Regions from separate parts of the Mus musculus genome. Here region 1 is linked to region 2. Evidence: chromatin contacts called from public promoter capture Hi-C data. All regions are on one chromosome and are shown on one strand. The core of a region is the stretch at or near the end of the contact, and the rest is flanking DNA. Distances in the headings are between cores, read along the strand shown. Region 1 holds the start of Peli2 (pellino 2). Region 2 overlaps Gm35360 (a long non-coding RNA gene).

The links. Promoter capture Hi-C pulls out the DNA fragments that hold promoters and counts their contacts.
Region 1: a contact with region 2 is called in a promoter capture Hi-C map of liver, with 4 times the contacts expected there. The contact joins the promoter of Peli2 here to the enhancer-like site in region 2. A contact is called at or near these places in 8 of 39 promoter capture datasets (the 3T3-L1 cell line, cranial neural crest, embryonic stem cells and 3 more), 3 of 484 Hi-C or Micro-C datasets (nephron progenitors and uterus), 16 of 115 datasets of contacts at active chromatin or transcription factors (acute myeloid leukemia, craniofacial prominence, embryonic basal ganglia and 9 more) and 2 of 9 other capture datasets (embryonic stem cells and pancreatic islet).

The regions. Positions count from the first base shown.
Region 1 is chr14:48,117,707-48,123,301 of GRCm38.p6, forward strand. It overlaps Peli2 (pellino 2), which reads left to right and starts at 3,163. Exons shown (of 6, transcript NM_033602.2): 1 at 3,163-3,527. The coding sequence starts at 3,451.
Region 2 is chr14:47,819,128-47,825,107 of GRCm38.p6, forward strand. It overlaps Gm35360 (a long non-coding RNA gene), which reads left to right. Exons shown (of 3, transcript XR_383412.2): 2 at 3,567-3,672; 3 at 3,779-3,963. Among named protein-coding and RNA genes, the nearest start is that of Gm35360, 7.9 kb to the left of the region's middle. Within about 2 kb of position 4,729, at least 22 of the 459 cell types and tissues checked have an H3K27ac peak or open chromatin away from gene starts, as enhancers often do. A contact at or near this core is called in liver and uterus, where this site is marked.

The DNA.
Region 1 (5,595 bases), core at 1,913-4,412, 300 kb after region 2:
AGTTTATGGGTGATTTTTAAAATGGCCTTCAAAATTTCTTTTTTCTCACATTTTCTGTATGCCTGGCAAAGAAGACACATGATGCCTACAGCTGAGGGTATAGTGTAAAAGTCAAATGTCTGATGTCTCACACACACAAAACCATGTATTGTCCAAACATGTATTTTTCAAAGCGCATACTTGTCCCTTAGACGTTGTAAACATAAATATGGTGTGATCAAAAGTTAAACTCTTCATCCTAGAAATATGGTTGGTTTTATTTAAAGTATGTCAAAGCAAACATAGACCATTTGGCTGAAGCTTCTACTTTGAAAGCAAAAGAGGTAGATCTATCAGGGAGAGAAACCGGTACATATTGGGCTCTTTCAGAAAACATGGCTCGTGGAGTGGTTTGGGGACATGCATGACAGACAGCAGGGAGGGAAGAGAAGGGGCTGGTGAGGGGTAGCAAGGACAGCCAACCCCACCCTGGTTCTCAGTGGATTGGCAGATGGCACAGCCAGATTGTCCCACCAGCCTGGAGCTAATAAAACAATTATTCAGAAGGGGATACGTTCCTGTTACAGTCAGAATCCTGGTGTTAGTTGGAATGGAGGTGATTACATTCTTCCTGGTTGACGCTGTAAGCAGAGGACGGGCCAGGTAAGGGACAGGAAGAGAGAGATGAAAGCTGACCATAGACTCTGAGCAAGTCAAGTTCACCACAAACTCACAGCTCTGCTGTTCGATCTCGTTTGAGATGTATTCATTTATTTTCACTCATCTGGCCGTCCCTTAAAATCAGCAAAAGCAGACTTGGGGGATTTGGGAACCACTTAGAAAGTGGTTATAGTTTCAATGGGTCCACACTGCATATAAAGGGCAGCCAAACAATTAAACGATATTATGCTCACAAGTCCAAAAAGCTCAAATGCATTTCTGATAGTTTAATATTAGAAGCTTATGCATAATCAGGATTGGGGACTTTAAAATTGATTTCATACGTAAGAGTGAGCAATCATTCTCAGGGGACAATAATTAGGTAGAGATGAGTGTCTCTTTAGAGCCCACAGGACCACCGATGTGCCACCAGTCCCTATTTGGTCCATTTGTTCATTCAGATTCCCTCGACTGTGGTCCTATGCATGCATTCCTGTAGGCCCTCAACAGACTGATTTCCCAGTCTGCCGGGTTGCAAGGCTAACAGTGATTGACAGAAACGATACACTTACAAGTCCTGAGCTGCCTAAGATCAAAGCCTCCACAGATATAAAAACTCAGAGAAAGCAGAACTACCTGTAAGTAACTTTCATAAAGACAAACTCGATTAAACACCATCAACATGCCCAAGGCATGCTGGGAGAGAAGAGAAAGAAGCGCCCCCACCCCCCTCGCAGGTGGAGGGCAGAGGTGTCTGGACCAGCTGACCAGCAATGGAGTGTCTCTGCCAAAGCCTGGGACAGCTTATGGGAAGCACCCAGTCTAGTGTTTGGAACTTAGAAGGAGGTTAATAAATATTTGTTTCCATCCCCCTAACAGCAGATGCAGAGCGCAGCAAGGAAGAAATGGAGCCAGAACAGTGTAATGCAAGCACAAAAGCACAGCATGCCAGGAGAGAAGGGGGTAATTGTAGCCTAGAGATCAGTAGCAGCAATAGAGCAGACTGGGGGAAGTTCGCATGCCAGAGCGAGGTACTATAATTAAGGGAGATGGGTAACTGTGACGGGATTCAAAGGGTTGTTGACAGTCGCATAGTGGATATAGTAAGTGGGACTAGGGAGTAAGGAAAACTACACTCCGTCATACAGAAATCTACCAACACCATATGAAGAGAAAGAGCTCAACTCTCTAAAAAAGGGCTGCTGGTTAAACCTTTACATTTTCATAACAGAGAAAAGTACAGAGGATTTGTACAATAAGCCGGATAGCTAGTTGTCTTTAGTCTAAGAATAGACTTTCTGTAATTAGCGGAAATAAGGTAATCGTCTAATAAAGTTTATTTTTGGCTCATCAATAGTGTGGCTTTTGTTATTCTGGAGTAATTTATCTCCAAAGCCTCAATTAAAAGAAGAAAAGCCAGTTACTAACTGAAGTAAAATTACAGAAAGCATCATGTCACTACAGTAATAGCCTGTCAGAGAGCGATACATGCACGGCGCTGAGCAGTAGAATGGAAGGTTACTCATGCAATTATTTCTTTTTTAACTCCTTACTTAGAGTCATAGCCTAAACGTGTGTGTATGTGTGTGTGTGTGTGTGTGTGTGTGTGTGTGTGTGTGCGCGCGCGCGCGCGCGCGGGCACACACACACACACACTCTCGATGTTTATACATTGGGTAGCTTTTGCAGTATTTATTTCTTTAAATATTTAACAGTCTGGAAAGGCAGTGACAGGCAATAATATGTAGCGTCTCTAGCATGTTGCAAGGGCTTAATAAATGCTAGAATAATAAATTCCTCTATGATGAAAAACAGCAGTCAGTAAAACTATCACAGCCTACAATATTTTAAAGACACAGCACCATAAGAAAGCATAAAATACAAACAGTGCCTTGATTAATCCATGGAAATAAAGGAACATTTGTCTTCATTTAAAAAAAAAAAATCCACCTAGGTAATTTCCTTTTAAATTCCCCAGGGGGTTGAAAGAAGGGACAGAGATGTGAATAAGGGATTAAAAGTAACTTTTAACTTTTCTTTTTCCCCTTTCCCTCTCCTCCCTCCATCTCTCTCTCTCTTTTCTCACCCCCCCCCCACGTTCTTTCTCCTTTCTCTTGATACATGAAATGGTGGGGAGCCCTTCAATTAGCGCCCCCCCCATGGGCAGATTCTTTCTCTTTTTAAGCCCCCCTCTCAAGGGCTTGGCTTTGAAAGCAGACACCCCCAGATCAGTGCGCTCAGCATGGTGAGCTCGGAGGTGGGGGGTGGGCAGTATGCTTGGCTTTCACGCAAGCGGGGTCCGGATCCCCGGGCTGAGGACGAAGACCCCCACGCTCCAACTTTTCGGAGGAAGAGAGGAGAAAAACAGAGCTGCCCCTTTAAGGGCTTGCCTTCCCCTTTACTCTATGTTTACATAACACGGGGCGCTCGCGGGCCGCGGGGGCTGGCGGGCGGGCGGGCGGGGGCCGCGGGAGCGCGGAGACGCGGGCGGCGGCGCGGCCGTCCCACCTGCCCAGCCCGCTCAGCCCCCCGGCGGCGCGCGCTCCTCCTCCCGCGGGGCTCTGGTCGCCGCTCGCTTTCCGTGCCGGGTCCCGCTCGTAGCGGCCAACGTACGGATAGCTCCGGGGAAGCCGGCGGGCGACGCGCACAGCCACGACGGAGCAGCCGCGGGACTGGCCGCCCAGCGCCCCGTTCGCCGCCGTGCCGTTCCCCGGCGCGCTCACCCCGTTTTCGGGATGGGAGTGTAGTGGCGGCGCGGACTCGGCGGGGATCGCGGCGGAGGCGGCAGCGGCGGCGGCCGAGCGCGGCTCCATGTTTTCCCCGGGCCAGGAGGAACCCAGCGCCCCCAACAAGGAGCCGGTGAAATACGGGGAGCTGGTGGTCCTGGGGTGAGTTGGGGACGCGGGCGGCGGGGCGTCGCGGAGGGAGAGGGATGCGCTCCTGAGGGCCCGGGTCCCCGGGGTGCTCGTTGCCGCGGCCCGGAGGGCGCTCCTGCACCACGCGGGGTCGCTCGGTGAAGCCCGGAGCCAGTGGCTACTGGGGACTTCTCTTTCCCGACGACCGCGAACGCGGAGCCCTGTCTCCGAGCCCAGAGCCCAGTCCGCGGGGGTTACGCATTGTTCCAGTCTGTGACCCGGGCCGCTGGTTGGCCTCCGCTTTTTGCGCCGGGAGTGAGCTCGGCCGAGGGCCTGGACCGGGTCCTGGTTTTCCCGGGTCCTCTCAACAACGGTTCCCGGATCTCCCGGGTTTCCATTCTCGAGTCTCCGCACCCCTTGATCTCCTTACCCCTCGGGCTCCTGCACCCCTCGGGCCCCGGCCTTGCCGATGCCCTGCCAGCGGCGGGGAGCTCGCCACCCTGCCCTCCTCGGCTCCCACTCCGCTGGTGAAAATCACATTTTGAAGATAGTAATTATCTACAATCGTTAAAACGGCAGCAATTAGAGACTTCATCTACTTCCTGAGTTTCCGTGTGACATTTTCTATTGTTTACCCTTAATAAACCAGGAGGGAGGCTTCGCAGGATTAAAGCAGGGTAAAGTGGGCAATGAAAAGGGTGTGGGTGGGGGGAGGTGGAAAGTGCAGGAAACTCTTGGAGCTGGAGCAACTTGGGTAGTGCTGCAGGGAAAGGATTGGTTTCCCTTTGGATGTGCCGCTCCAGGGAACCCGCGCTTTTGTCCTCTGTTGAAAGATCTGTATTCAGACCCACGCGGGTGTTGATGGGTGGGCTTAGAGGCACGCGAGGAAGCCCCCCTCCTCACCCCTAAGCAGAGGCTCTGGGAACTTTGAGAAACGTGTTTTGATTACTACCTTGAAGTAAGTGCCGACTTAATTTTTTTTTAAAGACTCATCTAAAGTTTCCTAGCCTTCAGTTTGTTGCAAGCCTTTCTGTGTGTGTGTGTGGGGGGGGGAAGGTAGTACTGGAAAGATCACTGCTTATTTGGAAGCTCAGCAGATGAGCGCCTTCCGCACCTGCATGGGAATTGCATGCACTTAAGAGACAGATGTCAGAGTTCGCTGGGAAGAGGAGGGGTGGGGAGGTGGGTGGGGGGAAGCCACAGTTTAGTCTGTCTTATGTAACTTCAGCTCAGCCTAATTTTGTGGAGTTTGGTTTTGTTTATGTGGCTGGCTTCAGAGTATGCTTAACACTGTGAATTTGACAAAGAAGATTAACTTACGCCAGAGCCATTTCATTATTTCCTTTTGAGGCAATCTGTTGAGACGTTTCGGAGCAGTGTGGAATAAACCCGGAGAGGTTTGTGTTCATAGCTAAAAGTTTAGGACACTCCAAAGCCAGGAAAAGAATTTACACCCTGGACAGTTGTAATTTAGTGTCTCTGTAAACACCGTTGCCTGTAGCACCTGCTTCATCCTTCACTAAAGCTTTTCCTGGATCCATGATGGCTTAGTGTTTCTAACCTAGTAGCTGGAGGCAGGCAGGGCAGTTACCTGTGCTACCACATGGCAACACTGTTTGGACATTGGGTATCATCCAGTAGCCACAGAACACTTCCATTTTAATGTAGAACAAGACATAAGTAGAAACCCGAGTAAGTAAGTAGCAAATGATGTTTGGTGTTGTCACTTCTTCAACTGAAGTTGGTTAACAGTGGAGCCCTGCCGTGGTGGGGGGCTGGGGGGGAGATGTTGCTTCTTGCCAGCTTAAGGAAGACCTTTAAGGAAGAAAAATGGGAGTAGCAGATGGTTTTGTGTACGCCTGAATTGTGGCTGCTGCCCCCTCCCCTTCTTTCTTTCAGATTTCTGACTCTTGCAACATTGAGCACACTAAAGAGTACCTGGAAAGTAGTGAACTAGTTAGATTTTCACTAAGTCTTACACAGTTCTGCCCACTGGACTTGAGAGCATGTTGTCCCCTTTAAAATAGCAAGTGCATTTCAATGAAAAAAAAAAAAGTGCCATTACTGTGCATGCCTGGTCCTTTGGGACATCAATATTGGT
Region 2 (5,980 bases), core at 3,479-5,978:
TTCTGGTGAGGCCTCCTGCTTCGCACGGTGCCTCAGATAGCAGTTGCAGGAAAAGCCTGAATAAACAGGTGAATTCGGCCTCACAGCCACAGGAAAACTTTGTAGGGCTAGTCTCTAATTCCCTGGGCATGTTTTGGTGAAAGTTTTTAATTCGTCTAGATTGTAGCTCAATGGTTTCTTTTGCGAGGCGATCCTTCGACTCCAGTAAGGGTCACAAGCACAGATTAGAGAGGCCATGAGTGATGTGGATATCGAGAGACCCGCAACTCTCCCGAAGGCACTGTGCAGCTAGCAGGGGGTTCCCCTTATGTCATCTGGGTCTATCTTAGCTTTGTGGTAGAAAAATGTGTGGCTTAAAAAGCTATCACTTCATCATGTCAGCAGATAGGGGCTTTGCAGATGTGTGGGGTCAGTTCTGGGTGAGACTAAACTGTCTTGACATGGAAAGCAAGCCACAACACAAGCTAAGGAACTCAGGCAAAAGCTCATGGGACACACTTGACACAATTCATAGAGGGGGAATCTCAGGCAGCTGTGGGCTATAATACAAGGGGAGATCCCAGTGATAAATAAAACTTAGGACTGAGCTAGAGTGGCCTGGAGGGTCAGCAGAACCCCAAGTGAGAGTTACACTCCATCACTGAAAGCAGCAAGTTGTTGTTGCCATCCGCTGTAGAGCACCCACCAACTGAGGCTTCTAAAATCACTCTCTCCGGGTCGTCCATTGGTTGTTCACTTTACCACTGGCATTTACGAGCCCTCCAAGGCACCTTCGTGTTTCCATACAACGTACATCCAAATGAGGAGAGTGAAGGACCAGAGAGGGCTAGCCACTTGGTCAGGCTTGTATCGGAATCTCCGAATCCTGGTTGTGTAGATGAAGATTGTGAAGCTCTGAGCTCATGTAACAACTGCAAAGCTACCAGAAGCAAATGTCCAAGCTTCTCCGGGGTTAGGTGCATCTTCTCTCACTGAGGCCAGACCAGGCAGTCCTGTGCTGTATGTGTCAGGAGCCTCAGACCAGCTAGTGTATGCTGCCTGGTTGGTGGCTCATTGTCTGAGAGATCTCAGGGGTCTGGTAGTTGAGACTGCTGGTCTTCCTATGGGATAATCCTCCTCTTCAGCTTTTTCTAGCCTTTTAGATTGTAAGAGGTGTTACACACTTGGATGGGGCATTCCTAGAAACTAGCACAGAAGGGACAGATTGTGTAGTTAGGCAGGGGACGAGGTTTACATAGGAAGCTGAGGATCCCGGATCGGAGGCCCAGTTTTCTCACGCCGAAGCACACTCATTAGTCATCAAGTAGGATGTGCCTTGTGGCCCTGAATGGAAGCTAAGGCCTGAGTCTGAAACAAGGCACTGACAGTCACACAGGGAAGAAACTTGCCCCTGCTCCCAACTCTGGGTAACTCTAAGGAGCAGTGCGTGCGTGCGTGCGTGCGTGCGTGTGCGTGTGCGTGTGCGTGTGTGTGTGTGTGTAGGGTAGTATTCACAATTTCCCAGATCCCTTTCAGCCTATATGGGAATGGAGTGGGAGATGGGCAGGGCATTCAGCACTGGGCGTTCTGGATCTTCCAATGCCAGTGTAAAGGGTCCCATAAGACGGAGCGCCAGCAGCTGGCAGTGTGCCGAGCTGCAGAGCTAATGGGCTTACTGCGTGTTTTCCCCAAAGCAGCATGACAAGGGAATGTTTGGAAGGCCCTGGGCTGACCAGAGAAAGGGGACCCAGGCATGAGAATTCCTTGAACAGTTCAGTCCAGAAACCAGCCCCTCCTCCTCTTGAATCGAGGGGAAGTTCTGCTGTGGTCAGAAGGGCTAAAAGCCCTCAGGAAGCTCTGCTCTATAGCCTGTGAGAACACTGCTGCCTCAGGCTGTAGTAGGAAACCTCGACTTTCAGCGTTTTGTCAGGTTTTAATCTATCCCCTTTCAACTCTTTTTGGTTCTGTCAAATAGGAGCCATGCCCGCAGGCTCTTAGAACCTTTGGTATTTGAAAAGGCAGCTACAGAGAGCCATCATTTACAGCCAACACTTTATTCCAGGGGCTTCATTCAGAGTCAGGCTCACAGGTCCCAGTGGGTCAGGCTCAGGAGAGATGCCCCTTGATGGATAGGCAAGAGAGCAAAGGTGACTTCAGGCCCCAGAGTCTATAGGGGACAGCCTTGGAAAGGAGGGCATAGAAGAACTTAGATGAAGGAAGCAAGGACAGAAAGGGAACTAGCTGTCCCTCATTTAATAGGCATATATATATATCATCAACAGCTGTTTATTTTATTTTATTTTATTTTATTTTATTTTATTTTATTTTATATTATTTTATTTTGAGACTGGGTTTCTCTGTGCAGCCCTGGCTGCTCTCAAGCTGCAGACCAGGCTGGCCTTGAACTCAGAGATCTGACTGCTTCTGCCTCCCAAGGGGTTACAAGTATGACCTACTCCCCCACCCTTTCCTATTAAAATTTTAAAATAACTTTAGGTTTACAAAACATTACAAAAAAAAAAAGGTATACACTCTGCTCTGCCTCTTCAAATGCTAACTCTTCAGAAATGAGTACAAGGGACCATGATCAGGAAATGGGTATTGTTATGAATCTATTAGTTACTCTACAGATTAATTTTGTAGAATTAAATTCAGATTTAATTTCAAATTAAATAATTCAAATCTCTCCAATTATCCCATGAATGGCCCTTTCCAGTGCCAGGGTATGTCCAGGATCCGACAATATAGTCAGCTGCCACATTTTCTTCTCTTTTGACCAGAGTTAGTTTTTCTGCCCTGTAATTGACGAGGGATGCTTTTAAATCTTTATTTACTTATATTTATCTGTGCTACCTTTGTACTTGGTGCCCTTAGGTGCTATAAGAGGGCCTTGGGTCCCCTGAGGCCAGAGTTATAGACAGTTATGGGCTTGTGGGTGCTAGGGATTAAATCTTCCTTGGGAGTCTGGGAGACAGCCTTAGAAAGGCAGGACACAGAACTCTTCCTCTGGAAGAGCAGCCAGTGCTCTTAACTGCTGAGCCCTCCCTCCATCCTGAGGGATATCTTTGATAGCTGTTTCATTGTCTACAATTCCAGGCTTGTCTTGCGTCTCTTTAGATTAAGTTCAAGGTATTTATTCTAAGTGAGAAAAATCATAAGAAATACGAGTCCTTTCCCATTACTCCATTTTCTGATGTAGCAAAATATTTAAGGGCAAATGCTCTTTATATGAGAGAGGCTTAATTTACATTTTGAGGGACTGAAAGTCTAAGATTGGATTGCCTCATCCATCTGGACTCTGGTGAGAGTGCCATCCGTCCCGAACCCTCCCACACCACCCCTTCCCCCATCAAATCATAGTAGCTGATAAAACCGTGGCAGCGTGACTGGAGGGAATAAGCACACGGAGATGCAGGAAGCTGGCGAGGCCAGGAGTGAATGAAGCCAGGTTTAGTCTTTTATAGTAACCTCTTTGGTCAGCTAAGCCGGGCTTCACGAGTGTGCTATCAGTTCCTTCAGGGAGGAATACCCTTGTGATCTAACAGCGTTCCAGACCAGCCTTCTTCTTGGTGTTCTCTGCCTTTCAGGAACATGCTACAAGGAAACCATATGACCATCACACAAAGCCACGAGGGGCAAACCATATCTCACCCGTAGCACCTTCTCAGGACACCACAGCTCAGGACACCACAGGTGGAGGTTTATGACTGGAGAGTTGCATGTTTAAGAAAGTCACTTTAGAAAAACATATACCCTTTTGGAAAAATTACAAAGCCTTTTTTTTTTTTTTTTTTTTAAGGAATTGGAAGGGTGAAGCTACCTCCCCATCCTGTACTCTGTGGTCTGCTGTGTTTTCCTGCACGGGCTCTCAGAGGTGTGTCTTCAAATTTTCCCTTCACCTGAAGTGATCTTGTCCACCCATCATGGGTAGGGGCAACTTCTGGACTTCTAGGATGGCTCAATCTTTTGGGAAAGACTTGGATAAACTGCTCATGAAAATAGGTATTAAAAATTAATAAAAATTACCTTTACCACTGCTACCAACGTCTAGCACGTTAGGTTTTTTTGTTTGTTTGTTTCTGGGCAGAAAGTTGGACGTAACAAAAAGAACTAAATGTGCTGGAGGAGACAAAGACTCGCATGCTTTGTCACGTGTGAGATTTGCCAGCAAGAAAAACATTAAACAAACTGCAGAAACACAGCTGCTGGAACAGAACTAGCTCTCGGTTCCAGGGGACGCGAGAGAAATACTTCAACAAGGGAGATGGAGAGAGGAGGCTGATGTGGCTGTGGGGGAGAGAAACGACCCAGATGCCTTGGCCTCAACTGTGAGGGGTGGATTCAGCTGTGCCAAGTGACAGAGTCCAGGGGGTGTTTGTCCTACACGGGGAGCCCATCTGCCTTGCTAGGGTCATTGTGGAATAATAAACCGGGACTGTTAGCATAGAACAGTACTCAGAGCATCCAAGATAAACTCACCGGTCCATTTGGTGCCGACCACTGAGGTAGAGGGAAAAAGAAAGTCAGAGAAAAGGAGGCCTTTGATCTAAGATCTCAATGCCAGCTATCTTGTTCTTGAGCAAAACCATGTTTATTCAACTCATATGAGAAAAATAAAAGAGAAAGGTGGGGCAGGGGGAGCTGGAGAGATGGCCCAAAGGTTAAGAGCAGTTGCTACTCTCTCAGTGGACCGAGTTTCAGTTTCCGGTACTTTCATAGCAGGTTAAACTGTAACTCCCGTGGATCAGTGCTGTGTTCTGGCCTCTTCAGGCAGTAGGCACACGCATGCGGGACACACAGCTCGTTCCTCACATGTGACTCCTTCCCCCGCCTCAGCCTGGCTGTTGTTTCCTTTCTTCTGTGGGTTTTCTCTCAGGCTCACTATGTACTTTTTACAACACCGTCTTTCACACTGATCCCCAGCTGGTTCTCCTAGGGCAGCCACAGCAAAGTGCCACTAACTGGGTCAGTTAAAATAGAAATGCATATAGTTCTGGAGGTTAGACATGCGACATCAAGGTCCTGGCAGGCTCGTCTCTCTCCCAGGCGTCCTGGGTTGTAGGCATAGCAGTCCACTCTACCTCAATTTCACATGTCCGTCACCCTTGGCTATCTTCATTATCATTTTTTTTTCTATTCTTTCTGTGCTCAAATTCCCTCTTATGTGATACCAGATGTTACATTAGGACTGTAGGACCTTCTTTCATCTGACTAATCACATTTGTAAAAAACATCTAAAATTTTTTTTTTTCTTTTGAGACAGGATTTCTCTGTTTAGCCTGGTTGCCCTAGAACTAACTCACTCTGTTTACCTGGCTGGCTTTGAACTCAGAGATCCACCTGTCTGCCTCCTGAATGTGTTAATGATTAAAGGTGTGTGCCACCAATGCTCAGACACCAACTTCTAACTAAGGAGACATTCTGAGCGAGGATTTGAGACTACAAGAATTTGGGAAAAGGGATACATTTCAACTCAGAACATTATTTCAAATTTATCCCGTCACTTTCCTTTTAGGCGCTTGTTTTGTGGGTGGGCCACAGCCGCCTTTACCTTCATGCGTGGAGCTGCTCTCTCTGAGGAGATTCCTGTGAGAACCCTCCTTCCAGCTGCTCAGGTTGGAAATCTTGGAATCATCTTTTGTTTCCTACCAACAACCAGTCTTCAGGCCCTTTAACTCCTGCATCATGACCACATCTAGCCTCTCTGTATATGAGGCCTAGTTCATTGTCTAAATGGACCTCTTTGACTTGGAGGCCTGAGGGTCAGGAAGATAATGCCAATAGTTCAAGTGGAAGCTGTGGTCCAGCAGGAGAGTGGGCACGGACGCTGGAGGCGTGGGGAGCTGCTCTCATCTCTAATACTGACATTCTCTCTTATCATTTCTCCTGACACTCTGTAGGGACTCACAGTCTTCCCGCAGCCAGGATTCAAACTCTCTTTGCCTCTGGCCTGCACTAAATCAATAATTGAGATATTGTCTGATATCTGTTTCGCATCTGT